Linked DNA regions of Mus musculus: region 1 is linked to region 2. The links are chromatin contacts, called in public HiChIP or PLAC-seq maps. All regions are on one chromosome and are shown on one strand. The core of a region is the stretch at or near the end of the contact, and the rest is flanking DNA. Distances in the headings are between cores, read along the strand shown. Region 1 holds the start of Nkx2-9 (NK2 homeobox 9). Region 2 has its middle 18 kb from the start of Gm22296.

The links. HiChIP or PLAC-seq counts read pairs in DNA pulled down with a chosen protein or histone mark.
Region 1: an H3K4me3 HiChIP or PLAC-seq map of stem cell-derived neural progenitor cells shows a contact between it and region 2, with 4 times the contacts expected there. The contact joins the promoter of Nkx2-9 here to the enhancer-like site in region 2. A contact is called at or near these places in 4 of 39 promoter capture datasets (cranial neural crest, hippocampal neurons, pre-B cells and 1 more) and 1 of 115 datasets of contacts at active chromatin or transcription factors (stem cell-derived neural progenitor cells).

What each region holds. Positions count from the first base shown.
Region 1 is chr12:56,611,440-56,619,030 of GRCm38.p6, forward strand. Nkx2-9 (NK2 homeobox 9) reads right to left here and starts at 1,845. Exons shown (of 2, transcript NM_008701.2): 1 at 1,473-1,845; 2 at 1-840. The coding sequence starts at 1,620. The coding sequence ends at 281. All of the region lies in intron 3 of Gm26973 (a long non-coding RNA gene), which reads left to right.
Region 2 is chr12:55,924,860-55,932,211 of GRCm38.p6, forward strand. No RefSeq gene overlaps it. Among named protein-coding and RNA genes, the nearest start is that of Gm22296, 18 kb to the left of the region's middle. Within about 2 kb of position 1,637, at least 18 of the 459 cell types and tissues checked have an H3K27ac peak or open chromatin away from gene starts, as enhancers often do. A contact at or near this core is called in stem cell-derived neural progenitor cells, where this site is marked.

The DNA of each region.
Region 1 (7,591 bases), core at 595-3,094, 690 kb after region 2:
CAAATAATGCTCAAGAAATAAAATCTTGCTCTGGGACTGGCGCCCGGGCAACCATTCCGAGTCTTGGAGACAGTCCCTTGTGTGTGTGTGTGTGTGTGTGTGTGTGTGTGTGTGTGTGTGTGTGTGTGTGTTTGCCGGTTAGGGCAATCCAGGGACCCAGGACTCAAGAAGGGCTCCTGCAAGGGTCACCTCCTGACTTTGGTGTGGCTGTAGCTCTACTGCGGCGGACCAAACAGCAATGTCCCAAGTCTAGGGTGGCTTTAGGCACTCCGCAGCAGCCTCACCAGTTCCAGGAGACCAGAGCTGGTGGTGCTAAGTGCTGGTAGGCTGGGAAGAGGCCAAGCGCCGAGCCCGGTCCGAAGGCGGTGTAGCCTGGCACCGGACACGCAGTGGCCAGGCGTGCGCTGCACTTGTCCTGGGGCACCGCAGAGGTCCCCTCACCTCTGCCGTTGTTGCTCGGTGGCCGGTCGTGAACCAGCACGGGTACCACTACGCGGCGCAGCAGGCCGGGAGCGGCGTGCAGATCAGATGATGCTGCCATATCCGAAGGCTCTGTGATCCCAGGCGCTCGCCCTCGCTTCAGCTTGTAGCGGTGGTTCTGGAACCAGATCTTGACCTGCGTGGGCGTGAGGCGCAGGAGTCGAGCCAGCTGTTCCCGCTCCGGCGCCGACAGGTAGCGCTGCTGCCGAAAGCGCCGCTCCAACTCCAAGGTCTGGGCCTTGGAGAACAGCACCCGCCGCTTCCTCCTCTTCTCCGGGTCGGAGCCGGGGGACTCCCGCCTGAGCGAAGCCAGCTGCGACGAGTCTGCAGGGCTTGTCTCCAGGCCGCTCTCGTCCGAGGCTGGGAACCACAAAGCAAAGCAGACGTCGCCTGGTGAGAGGCCAGCCTCTACGGGTGTCTGGGACCTGTCTCCCACCCTCGTCTCCACCTGGAGTCCCAATTCTCTTGCTCCGGGCTTTGCGACCCATTTGCTTTGCTGTATTCACTTCTGGGTACCCACGTTCCCTACTCTTACCTCAACCATACTACAAGAGTAATCGGCAGACCTGAGATGATGCCCCAGAGAAACCCACCCTGGGGTCCTCTTAAAGGAATCGCAACAGTAACTGAGCTGGCAGACTAGTTTCCCACAAGCTGAGTCACCCATACCGGCCACCTCTGATTTGAAGTTTGCAAAGCCCTGGGACACAAAAGGAAGGTTTCAAATCTTTAAATATCCCGGTCTTTTCGGATCGCCAGACACCAAAACCACTACCTTCCTCAGCAGTCCAGGACCAAGATCTACTCTCAGGATGTGTGGACTCAGACGCACCACCTGTCTGTTTGAGGACCACAGAGCTTCGCGCTTGCTCTAGGGTCGAAGGAACCTGATTCTGGGTTGGGAATCTCCACTCTCCATCCCTGACCCCAGAGGCTTGGCTGGGTCCCTCCTCCGCACTCCCCACCCCCGGCCGCAGTCCTGGCTCACTCACACAGGTAGTGGCTGCACTCCGACTCCAGCCAGGCAGCAGTCTGTGGAACGCACGTCTGTTGCTCGCGCCTCACCCTAGGCTTCGCATCCTGTTCAGGTAAATTCAGGAGGCTGCGCACCGTGAAGCCGAGGCGTCCAGAGGTGGCCATGGCCGAGGAGGGGAAGAAGGTGGGGGGCAGGGTAGGCTAGGGACCCAGGGACAGCTGGGGACGCCGCTCCTAAGGATGGAAGTGCGAGGCGCTCGCCATGCGCTGGCCTTGAGACGCCAGCACCTTTGCGGGAGGAATCCCTATTTATATTAACAGCCCTTGCTACTCGGAGGGCTTTGAAAACCGCAGTCGGGGTGTCCAGGGTTTTAAGTACCTGAATGAGTGCTGGAGCGAAGCCGGGGCAAGTCCGGAAGGTGCCATCTCCGCCCCCCCTTCCCCCGCCTCCCGCTCCGCCCCGCCCGGCACCCGCCCCCTCTGCAAGACTACCTCCCAGAGGTCGCAGGAAGCTGGCCTGGTATTAGCGATTGTCTGATTAGACCAAAGTGGGGACAGATAATGGGGATTGTTACCAGTGAATAACATCTTGGGTGGCGAACAGTGACCATGGTCCTCCCAACTGAGCCCCAGCTTCCTTCTCCTCTCAGGCTGACGTGGGGCCTGGGCTGGGTGGTAGAGCTGGGGAGGGTGGAGCGACTTTATTATTCCTTGTTTGTTTTTCCCCGGAGCTTCCCTGCTGGAATGGTAGTTTCTCATAATTATTTGGAAAGTGATTTATAACTACGTTAAACTGGCGCACTTTTTTTTTTTTTTTGGTAGCATTCCTTAGATATCAGAGGATGGCCTGGTCTTTCCAGATGTCTAGGGCACAGATTTTGCAGGAGCCTACATACACACACACACACACACACACACACACACACACACACTCACCACACACAGTCTGAAAGGTCTGGAAGCCTGTGGGAGAGCTTGGGACCTGTGTCTGTCTCCTCAGGCCAACAAAACAGCCAACATCCAGGTCCCGAAATGTCCATCCTGGTCTGGCATCTATGGACCCTGAGTCTGGGACTCTGGCTGAGCTCCTCCATTCGAGGACCCAAGGGAGGTAGCAGATTTTAGGGTGGCCTACCAAAGCTTCCTTGGTATTGTCACTAGGGCTTCGTCCCTGCCCTTCATCTCCCAAGTCGGTGCCAGTTAGCAGCATAGGAAGGGACAGTGAGCGGTCTGCATTACTCACTGCTCACAGTGTAGCAGACCACACCACAGCTGCCCCGTCTGACATAGAATGGGCGGATAGGCAGAATTAGCAACAGGCCTGCCCAAAAGAAATGTGCCTGGCAGGAGATGTCTCCCAGATCCTCTAGTCACCAAGGGAACACAGATAAAATGATCCACGTGGAAGGCGGGTGAAGGAGGTAGGAGAGGGCAGAATCCGGCAGCAGCAGGCACATTCTGTTGGCCTTTCTAGTCTTCCTCTGGCTCCAGTCTAGCGCTAGAGTGCGGTCTCAGAAGCCTTTTTCTATCCAGCTAGTTATTTGGGTACCTGGTTTCTAAATTTCAGGGATGAGAGCTACATTTGGGTAGCCGCATCTGAAAACCGGGCTTTGCTGAGGCTGAATTCGAACCTGACAAGGGCGTGGCGCCCCCACCCTCACCCCCCCTCCCGCCTCACCCAGCCTGCGTCCACCCCCAGCTGCAGTCCTACCAAGCGTGCCTAAAGTGGCCGGTGGTACCGCGCGCTGGGTGGTCGGGCGGAGGCTAGCCCACTACAGGCCAACTGCTAGGCCACAAACAAAGGGGAAATGGAGCTGGGACGCCCGGACCTGTTGGAAGCATTTGTTCCAGCAAAGATTTTGCATTTGTTCAGTCCGGAATAATGCGTGATTGATGTCTGCTCACAATGCGCTTTAGCTCCCTGGGATAAATCGGAGCTTGTCCGGTGTTGTCATGGTTTTCAATGGGATTCAATGGGATTGGGAGATCGATCGACTCTGCTGGCTGTCTTTCTGTGGTCCTGGCAATAGATTTATTAGTTATGTCTTTTTAAATGAGATTAAATTGAAATGACTGTGCTGACCTCTATGCAGAAAAAACTCCTGCGGGAGCCAGAGGTTTGGCGGGAGGTGGTAGAGTTTTAGAGAAGCCTAAGCGTAGATTCCCAGACTCTGTGAACTTGGAAGCTGTGCCAGGTGAAGCCGCTCCGGCCTGGAAACCTGTGCATCCTCTGCCTCTGGCAAAATGGACAATCTTGAGATTCTCTCTCTCCGATCTACCTCCCCCCCCCCCCCCCGCTCCTGCTTTCTCCCAAGACGAATAGATTTGGTAATTTCTCAGACTATTAGTTTCTGACTTTCATTCCCTCTCGATTTTCTCTGACCTATCTATGCTGGGATTCATCGTCTGTAGACTCTGATCCACCTTGCAGGACATTCCAGGAGTCTATGTGTTAACTTTTCAGTTTGTGAAGGACTCTCCAGATGACTGTGGCCCCGCATTTAACAATTTTAGGAAGAAGCAGGATAGGCAATGTACAAGTCTTCCTTGGGATGATTGACCTCTCTTAGCCTTTTAATCTATTTAACATTCTAAAACCACACTGATGTGTAGAAATAAGCAAATGACGCTCTTCAGCTCTTAAGAGCTCTTCAGCATCAAATATTTGCTTTTGGCTCCCAAGCTCTGCATCCCCTTTGTAGCAGCTGTGTTCTGAGAGAGAACATGGATTTGGGGTGTGTTCTAAATATCAGTTCCCGCTTCACATTCTCCAGCCCCGGCCTTGTGTGCATGTATTTGTCCTGGGAAAGGTCACACTTCTTGGTCATACAGAGCCCGGTCATTTCCCTGCTCAAACACATCCTTGAATATTCGCCTTCTTCCTAGGGTTCTTTTCTGGAACTTTATATCCATTCTTTCCCAGAGTCTGCACCCAAAAACACCTGAGGAGGTTGTCCCATGCAAACTATGCCTTCTGAAAAAAAAACAGAGAGGAGGAGGCATTTCTTAGAGGAAGTGACTTTCTTCACTGCCTCTTCTACCTCAGAGAATGAAAGGCTTAGGTGTAGAAAATTATTTCAATACCAGGCCAGTAGGAAAAGAGTGAGAAGAACTCTTTGCATACCGGAGATACATGTGTGTGCATCCTGCCCCAGCCCCATACACAAGAGATTCTTGGAATTATAAGTTAATATCTATCTCTCTTATGGGGCATTTTTTTTCTAGATTTTCAAATGTTGGTTAGTGTTTTAGTCAGCAATGCAGCACAGTTTGTGAGGATTGTTGCTTAATTGTGAGGCTTTGTTTCCCTGTAGTTGGGTCTAGTACATCCTAACTGGAGTAAGTTTTAATCTTTGGAGGTGTGGTATGCTGAGAATGTTTGAACCATTCACACATTTCAAATCTTACACAAAGATGCTTAGCACAGCGGATGCTTAAAAGGTACTACTAGGAAATTCCTCCTCCTCCCTCTCTCTCCTTCTCCTTCTCTTTCTCCTCCTCCTCCCTCTCCCCCTTCTCCTTCTCTTTCTCCTCCTCCTCCCTCTCTCTCCTTCTCCTCTTTCTCCCCCTCCTCCCTCTCCCCCTTCTCCTTCTCTTTCTCCTCCTCCTTCCCCTTCTCTTTCTCCCCCTCCCCTTCTCTCTCTCTTTCTCCTCCTTCTCCTCTCTTCCTCCTCCTCCTCCTCCTCCTCCTCCTCCTCCTCCTCCTCCTCCTCCTCCTCCTCCTTTTTCTGTTTCATAGATTTCTGCAACTCTATACGGTGAGGGGAGAGGCAATGCTGTGGAATCATCTTGACAGACGGAGGGCCCTCCACTACCAGGGCATTTTACCTCACAGCAGCTGCTCTCCCCCTCTTTAATCAGTTGTTGGATAAAATAGCAAAAGGAGGGCTGGAGAGATGGCTCAGTGGTTATAAGCACTGGCTGATCTTCTTCTAGAGGTCCTGATCCCAGCAACCACATAGTGGCTCACAACCATCTGTAACGGGATCCGATGCCCTCTTCTAGTTTGTCTGAAGACAGCTAAAGTGTGCTCAGACATAAAATAAATAAATACATCTTTTTTAAAACATATTTTATCGCTTAGTGTCAAGTAGCAAGATATGAGATGCTCTATAAGTCTTTTAAAGTAAGGTTTTTCCATTGCTGGTGCTGTTGTTCCTGGTCTCTGGGGGAAAAGATTTTTCTTTTTCTCTTATGTTCATCCAGTAGTTTAAGTAGACACTATACATGCATTTTACATCTCTATACATATACATATACATACATATACATATTCAGTAAAATGGTTCTTCTCATTTAAAGCTGTTTAATTAAATGTGCCTGCACTCCTCTTCCTAAAAACTTAACAAGTAAGAGTTTAATTTTAAAAACTGGTTTATTTATTAACGATTCTAATCATTTTCATGCCTTCCAGTGGCATAAAAGTATTTGTTCTTACATGGTTTGTAAATTGTCAGAATCAAAATAGCTATACAGCATGCCAAACATTATTTGTCTAGATCTAAAATTCTTACTTTTGTTTCATCTTTTTGTTAAAGGTTTACTTTGTTATACTTTATTAAATGTGTGTATATATATATATGACTACTATAAATAAGTAAATTATATCATAGAATATATATGTATATGTATATATATGTGTATATATATAATTTGACTGGTATAACTATAGATTATAAAATACAGAATTCTTACTAAGTTTTACATAACAAAAGATCCAGGCTTTAGATCAATCACAGTTGGTGTTATGTACAGAGAAGATCACACTTAGTATAGGCTATGTATGGTGTTATGTATAGACAAGGAAGATGGACTCCAGACCACATTTTATGACCAGTACCTTGCACAGACTAATTTACTGTGCATGCTGAAAACCAACCACTAGCACTTCAGTTGAAGCCTTTAAAACAAGGTAGCCATACAGTATAAAAACATTGTAATAAGGCCCTTAAAAATAGCTTCACTCTGTTTTGAGGTCATCTTCAAATATTTACTGCACATTGTTAAAGTGGGATATTATTCTTTCTATTGGCAGCAGTTTAAACTACATACCAAAGCAGTCATTCTAGATAAGTGTTTGTTGATACTTTATTAAGGCAATTTCTCAAGGACTAAAGATTCACACATTCAATGTTGACAGCACTAACAAGAATGTCACTTTAGCTTTGGAACTTCTGAGAATGTTTCACTGCATACTTACCCTTATAGTTCATCCTGAGTCAGGATAGAACAGCCAGGAGAGCTGGAGCTTAAGGCGAGCCTTGAAGACAGACTGTGGTAGCCCCAGAGGACCTAAAGGAGGAAGGGCCCCCTAAGTAGACAGTATTAGAAAGAACAGTTTATCAGGTTATGGAAGGAGTAAGCTCACTTAAAGCTACAGTCTGATGACTTCAGGGGAGAAAGTATGGGTGGACGATTCCACATGACAGTGCTTCTTTTTCCCTTCAGGTTTTATATTTTAAAAATCAACTACAAGAGATAAACTTTGGCATTCAAACTCTCTCAAGTTGTGCTATTTAGTTTACTCTTCCATTGTCCTTTGGAGGGGAAAAAATCTTTCTCCTTATTCAAGGGGAGGTAAGAAAAATGTCCTGCAACAAAATGGAAAAAGAAAGAGAAAAAAAAATCCTCTATGTGTTTTCCTGCAGCTCTGGGAACCCCTTACCCAGCATAGGTGCCTGCCTTTGTGTTCTTGAGTAAATGGGTGTTTACCCTGAAGTCACATACCACACAAAGGGAACAACAAAAATAAAAATGTCCTTCGTGTTCTGTTTTTCAATCGTTTGTGTGGAGGAGGCTCTCTCTCGGCCTTTATCACTGCCAGTGAAAAGTCCCTCATTGGAGAGGCATTCCACTCACCCTGCTTCTGGGCACAGTGGGCTTCCATGGAAACTGCCTCTGGAGCCTACAGGCAAACACAGATATAAATGATGAGGCTAAATACTGCGCATTTTAGGTTTAGCTTTATCAAAGACAGGGATGAAGAAAGGTGTTTAAGACTCCTTGAAACTTATTGTTTCTGCTTGTCGTTTCTTGAACCAACCAAATCAACCAATAAATAAAGAAATTACAACAAACATATAAAACATTTTACTATCGACATCGATAAAACCAACCGAAGACAATTACTTGTAAG
Region 2 (7,352 bases), core at 387-2,886:
GAGAGAGAGAGAGAGAGAGAGAGAGAGAGAGAGAGATTCTAGCCTGGGGCTATGGTATACAATAACCTACAAGAATAATTTGGTGTTAGTGTATGTAAGAATTACCTAACAATTAAAGCTGCCTGATCATGGATGGGTGGCTTTGGAGTTTGGTGCGTCTTACTCTTGGAGTTGCTGAAACAGCTTCCATGGCTAGCCACCTCCAGCAGGCTGCTGACAGGCTTAAAGCCCTTGTGGTTACTGTGAGTAGAGAAGAAGTTAGATTATCTCTGAAGTGTAAACAATGGCTGAGATTTGAACCCATGGGTACCTCTAGCAATCGAACTAAACTTTAATAGATGCTGCCTTAAAGAGAAGCAGTGAGGATATGTCAAGCAAACAGCTTCTCTGTGATCCTGAGTTTGTGTCTAGGTGAGACTCTATAGTAAGGCTGCCCTGCTTACTCTCCTGTGATGTGGCTAAAGCAGGGTTTTAAGCGTATACTGATGTTCTTATTTCTTCTCTTTGTCAGTGTAACTACAAACATCTATCTACTTTGTCTCTTCTGTTTATCTTAGAAGCTGTCTATTGTCAGCCAGTCCAATCAGGGTTTTAAAATGTACAGTTTGATAGCCTACATCAAAGTGATAATGTCTCCTGAGTATCAGCGTCATCTTAATCATCCATTTATTAATATTGACTGAGACAGAATTTAAAATAAACAGTTGAACTCAGGATATGATAATAAACACATGTAGGTTCAATACTACAGATAACACAATTAATTATAACATTCTCTGTCTCTCTGTCTCTCTGCCTTTCTGTCACTCTGCCTCTGTCTCTCTCTGTCTGTCTCTGTCTCTGTCTCTGTCTCTGTCTCTGTCTCTGTCTCTGTCTCTGTCTCTGTCTCTCTCTGTGTACTTGTTTGGAGACAGGGACTCACTACACAGTCCAGACTAGCCTTGAGTTTGTAGTCCTCCTGCCTCAGTCTCTTGAGTACTGGAATCACAGTTGCATGCTGTCATTTTCTGCTTAACTATAAAACCTTTAAAAGTGCATTAATCTTATAATACAATAACCAAACCTTAGTGTGTTAATAATGAGACTTCTTGAAATGCTGCACAACTGATCAGTTCCTGAATCAAGACTACGATCTTGCACCTAACTCTCATTCCAGAGTTTGTCTGCTCTACTGCACTGCCTTGGTATCAGGATGCTGTTCCTGCTGTGAAGGATTCTGGCAGGTTCATAAAAGCACATGACTCATCAGAAGCAGAATAATGAACGCAAAGTGAAGTGCCATCTATGCCTTATAACTAAAGAAGGTTAAGAAAGTGAGAATCCACAGGCCATGGAACATCGGAGGTAATCACTGCCCAGAAGACTTGGAAGCCTCCTTCACAGCAACTCTGAAAATACTTGGGAAAGGTAATGAACTTTGTTGTTGTTGTTGTTGTTGTTGTTGTTATTATTAGTTATTAATTTATGGTTCCCAAATAACATTTTGGTTTTGCCCACACCATCAGTGCCCTCCCCCCTCTTTTATTTCTGTCTAGTTTCACTATTGCCTATCATACTGGTCAATAGGACAAGGCATTCAACTGCAGCAAATTCTTATACATTCCAAGTTACCCCCACACAAACAGGTTGTCATGGTAACCAAACAAAAAGGGACTGGAAAACAGAAGCAAAGTATTTACTTAGGTCTGGTGGGCTCTGCACAGTTTCCTTAAGTGCTATTTCAGGCTTTCTTTTAGGTTTGGGTCTTGGTTACTGATTACTTTTTAAGTTGAAGACTTTATCAGACCTTTTAATATAGAAAATTGTACTAAAGTATGAAGTCAATTTATTGTTTCTTGAGAGCATATACATTTTAATTAAAACTGCTGATTTAGTACATAGCTCAGAGACTATTCAACTCCTGTCCGTGGAACCTGGGGAGACAGAAGGCTCATTTGACATGGTAAATGGTCCTAAGGAAGACACAATATAGGGAGAGGAGAACAGCCTTGAAGCAATCACATTAAGGGGCAGCTGTTTGCTTCTGCCATGTTCATTAGAAAGCATAGAGATTTCATTGATACTTGCTACATGGCGCTCATTAATGACCATATTAATGAATACCATGCACTCTGCCTAGTTTTAATCTTTTGGTCATAGAAGATTTTGATGGTGAAACAGAAAACCATTTAGGCTCATAACATATGCCTAACATTTCCTGGATTGGTCAATAGGACCACTCTCTACATCCCTATTATTGTCTTGGTATCGCTTTGAAGTGCAAGCACATTACAACTTCAAAGGCCATCCAGGAAGATGGCAACTACAGCTTGGTAAGCTTTGGGGTACAGACAAGCCTCCAGGGTGTCTACTAGGTAATGGGCTTGCTAGGAATCTTGGCACAGTTGGCTTTTTCTTTCTTAAAGACAAAAATCTGTATACAAAGGCTTCAGCTGATACTTGGCTTTTAAAAATCATACTGTCTGAATACCTTGGTAAAAAGTGATTCCTCTATGTAAATGTCATTTGTTGAAGGAAGAAAATAAAACTAGATGTTTATTTGGAAGCTTAGGAAGCAGGAGGGAAATTATTTCATGAAAGAATAGATCCATGGAATACTGCTGCCCGGGAGATCAATCCACCCACGTGCATATCTGGAATCAGCTGCATTGAACTAAAATACTGTCTTTGCATATATTTTCCAGGGAGTTCTTTTTATCCAGCAGCTGAGCGTGGGATACTCAGAGCAAGATTTTCTTTCAATGAAAGGATTTGCCTCTTAAGACTAGAATTGACACAAAGCCCAACTAATTCTGGTTTAGAGCCAAAAGGAAGAAAGGTTAAAATATATATATATATAATTCTTTCCATGTAAAGAGCACTTGTTTGTAACAACAACAACTACAATAACAATCTCAGAATACATGGGAGAATGCTCATTATGTGTTTGTATTGATGCCTTAAATGTGATCAGTGTTAGTTTTGTGTTCTGGGATGAATATAATTTAGTCACTTTCTGAACTGGGTGGCCATGTGAGAGAACTGGGTGGCCATGTGAGAGAACTGGGTGGCCATGTGAGAGTAGTAGAGCCTATACCAACACTATCAGCATCTCCTTTTCTCTCAAGCGGTAGAGGAAGACTTAGAGCCAAGGTCAGAGGTAATTCCTATTTGGGATTCTTCTGTCTTCCTTCCTCCCAGTTTGTTTACTCTGTAGAAAGGAGAGTCTAGAGGACTGGTGGAAGCCATGCTGTCTAAGTGGGTGAACTTGTTCAAGCGTTTGTAATTCTAGTGTGAGGAGGAATGGACAGGCTGAGCCCCAGGTTGTGCTGCCCAGTCAGCCTAGCAGATCAGTGAGTACTGTTCAGTGCAAGATACTGTCTCCAAGAATAAGGTGGGGAAGTGATTGAGGAAGACATCCTGATGTTGGCCTCTGGCTTTCACAGGCACCCACATGGACAATGATACCTGTACACACACACACACACACACACACACACACACACACACACACACTCCTGTACACACACACCTGTACACACACCTGTGCACACTTATACATTCGCCCAACACACACACACAAAATAGTAGTTTTTTTTTTTTTAAAGGAAGGTGGTATTAGTTTAGGTGATTTTTTTATTTTTAAAGCTGGAGTTTCACTGTGTTGCCTAAGTTGGTCTTGAACTCCTACCTCAGCCTCCAGAATATTGGAATTTCGGGCACGTGCCACTGGTCTTGAATCAATTTTTGAAACAATGGCCATTTAGTTTTAGTCTTAAGGTCAGTCAGTGGAGAAGATTTTGCTCTAAGTCGATAGGTTGGTATTCTATCCTATATTTTAGGATGTCCTCCCATCCTAAAATCCTGTGAATGATAAGTCACACACAGAAAGACCCGAAAGCCACCACCACCACTCTGTACAGAATTATCTGCTGAAATTAGGGAAATGGTGAGAGCAACTTGTCTTTTGTCTTTCTGTAATAAGACACGGAGTCTGATGAGAACAAGGGATTTCTGCTAAGTCCTCTCTGATTTCTTACATAGTGGCATTTACAGACTTAGCTTTCTAACCCAGACAAAATGATTGATATCGACTTTCCCTCACTTAACTGTAATTCATTCATTGTTCCATTTCTGTCCTGTGAGCAAATGCTAACAGCTTTCCATGGGTGTAGTCTCCATTAATAGTTTCAAGTACCTGAGGAATTTATGTAGAGTCTTCAGTAAGTGTTCTAAGGAAGACTCTAAAATTATCCCTGTCTCTGACCCCTGCCCACAAAAGTCCCCGAACCTGGCTCCCTTAGCTCATTGATTGCACAAAGCATCTGGTGAATGACCTTTTGTGGCTCTCTCTCTCTCTCTCTCTCCCTCTCTCTCTCTCTCTCTCTCTCTCTCCCTCCCTCTCCCTCTCTCTCCTCTTTCTGCCCTCTCCTCTCCTCTTTCTGCCCTCTCCCTCTCCTCTCCTCTCCTCTCCTCTCCTCTCCTCTCCTCTCCTCTCCTCTCCTCTCCTCTCCTCTCCCTCTCCTCTCCCTCTCCTCTCCCTCTCCTCTCCCTCTCCTCTCCCTCTCCTCTCCCTCTCCTCTCCCTCTCCTCTCCCTCTCCTCTCCCTCTCCTCTCTCCCTCTCCTCTCCCTCTCCTCTCCCTCTCCTCTCCCTCTCCTCTCCCTCTCCTCTCCCTCTCCTCTCCCTCTCCTCTCCCTCTCCTCTCCCTCTCCTCTCCCTCTCCTCTCCCTCTCCTCTCCCTCTCCTCTCCCTCTCCTCTCCCTCTCCTCTCCCTCTCCTCTCCCTCTCCTCTCCCTCTCCTCTCCCTCTCCTCTCCCTCTCCTCTCCCTCTCCTCCCCTCTCCTCCCCTCCCCTCTTCCTCCCCTCCCCTCTCCTCCCCTCCCCTCCCCTCCCCTCCCCTCTCCCTCTCCTCTCCTCTCCTCTCCTCCCCTCCCCTCCCCTCCCCTCCCCTCCCCTCCCCTCCCCTCCCCTCCCCTCCCCTCCCCTCCCCTCCCCTCCCCTCCCCTCCCCTCTCCTCTCCTTTCCTTTCCTTTCCTTTCCTTTCCTTTCCTTTCCTTTCCTTTCCTTTCCTGCTAGCTATAGTTTGGTCAGCCTTGTTAACAATCCCTTCAAGTGTCTAAACGAATCATACGTTTTCTCTGGTTTCTTCTCTCACACAGGGTACATTACATCTATTAACCTGCTTCAGAGAAAGCAGAGATCTGTGACGACATGGTCTAACTCTTCTGAAGTCAAGAATGTCTTCAAAAGCAGCGTCTGGGCAGCTCAGGGAAGAACAGCAGAGACGGCCACAGTGGGGAGAGGAGAGCTGCACACAGAGGGACAGCTGTGGGAATTCTCCTTGGGAATTTTGCAGAGTTACTATTATTTTAGGGGCCACTGAAGAAAACAATGCCCATCATTATTTTTAAAAGTTATTTAAAGGAGCTGGAGAACTAACTTGGTTGGCAGTTAAGAAAGAGCACATGGTGATCTTTTAGAGGACCTGACTTTGGTTCTTAGCACTCACATGGTTGTCTACAACTGTCTGACTCCAGTGCCAGGGGTTCTGACCTCTTCTTCTGACTTTCCTGAGCATCAGGCTTCCTCTATTTGTTTTACAATTAGCGTAGCTTCACACAAAACGTAGCAAAAACTTTACTGAAACTGGACAGAAAGGAACAGGGAAAGAGAAGCCTTTTAATACTCTCTCTGAGGGTACTCAGAGAGGAGTGAGAGTAAGTCAGAGTTCTGCGACACTGCCCCACCTCCTCCCTGGGCCTGATAGCTAGTGACTTTGGATATTAGTCACTGTTAGCCTTTGACACCTGTGAGCAGAGTCACCATGGAGTTGAAGGTCTCAAGGAGGCTCTTGGAGAGCTTCCCAGAGCCACTAGTGGTTAGATAACCAGACGCAAGAAGGTTCTAGCAGGTCCTTCTCCAGGGACCAGAGCCCAAGTCCTTGAAAATTCCCTCCTACTAATCATCCTTTTAAAAACCAGATCAAAACGAGTTTATGGGTCTGTAGTTTAGTCGAGAGTTCTCCACTTTCAGCACTCTGGAATACTTACATATGAGGGTAGAGCTTTGCTGGGTGAGCATGCTCACTGTGTATTCTGGATTCTATTCCCCGATAAAATGTCAGCTTTCAAAATCAGCTGGAACACAGAGGTGTTCTACTCCCTTTTGTAATTTTTCATTCCAGTGTGGGAAAATGGGAGCAACAGGTTTCTGTGTATGTTGGCTTGTAGTGAGCAGAGAAGCGGAAGTTTCTTTTCTTTTCTTTTCTTTTTTTTTTAGTTTATAAAAACACATCTAATTAGTATTAGAAATAATGTATAATTATAATTAATCCATAATTATAAATAATCAAATTATCATTGATCACAGTATAACACCATACTTTTTAAATCTTTCAAATATAAAATGCACATTTTATAAATTCTCTGAATACAGTCATTGAAGTTTTAAACAATAATTCTTGAGACTTTCCTTAGATAATGTAGTAGAATAGGTATGAAGATGACAACAAAAGTTTGTCATAATTAATCCTTTTTACAAATTTTACTACCCTTAAATACTCCCTTATGAATTAGGAAAGCAGTTATAAAGTCTGAGAAACCAGGAACAGTGGCAGGCTTGATTACTGTGTCTGGCACATTCTGTAAATAGTAAAATAATAAGGCCGGAGAAAAGAATTGAAGCAGAAGTTTCTTATGAAAGTGACCTGGGTCTGTAGACTATCACCTCATTTAACGAGGCAGTGCTATTGGTTCCTCTTGCTGTCAAGCTTAAGAAACAGTGCATGTTATGTTTTGTGCATGTTTTTCAGAAGTCATGAGATGACAGCTTAATTCTCAAGGTGACATGCTAGTGGGCTTTGGGAGATAACTAGGGTTACATGTGGTCATGGAGTTAGGGACTCCCACTAGTATTGAGGTCACTAGGATTTTGCAGAATCTTACAGTGCTCCATGGCATACAATCCAGGATCTGGAAAGAGTTGGTTCTGCCCCTTTATCCGTTGCTGGAAGGACGGCTTATAGAAAGAAAGAAGGAGAAGCTGTTTGCTGATAGAGCGGCAAGGATGGTTCTCTCAGGCCTGCGTTCCTGGGCAGCAGGTTTCTTCTCAAGGGGAGTGATCACGCTCCCTACTGGGAATCTTGAACTTGTGAATTCAAAATCATTGATCAAAAGAGCTGTCCACTTCTGCACATGCTCATTCTTGGAAAGTCTGTTCTAGATAATCATTGACTGGGTTCTAGAGGGCTTTTCCTAAAAGAAAAAATTAACAATTTTTCCATTTTAGGAATTTATATCTGCGCATTTCTAGACCTCAGTCAATTCCACAGTGGTGGCGTCAGCAGCTTTGCAGTAACAACGTTGGCATGCT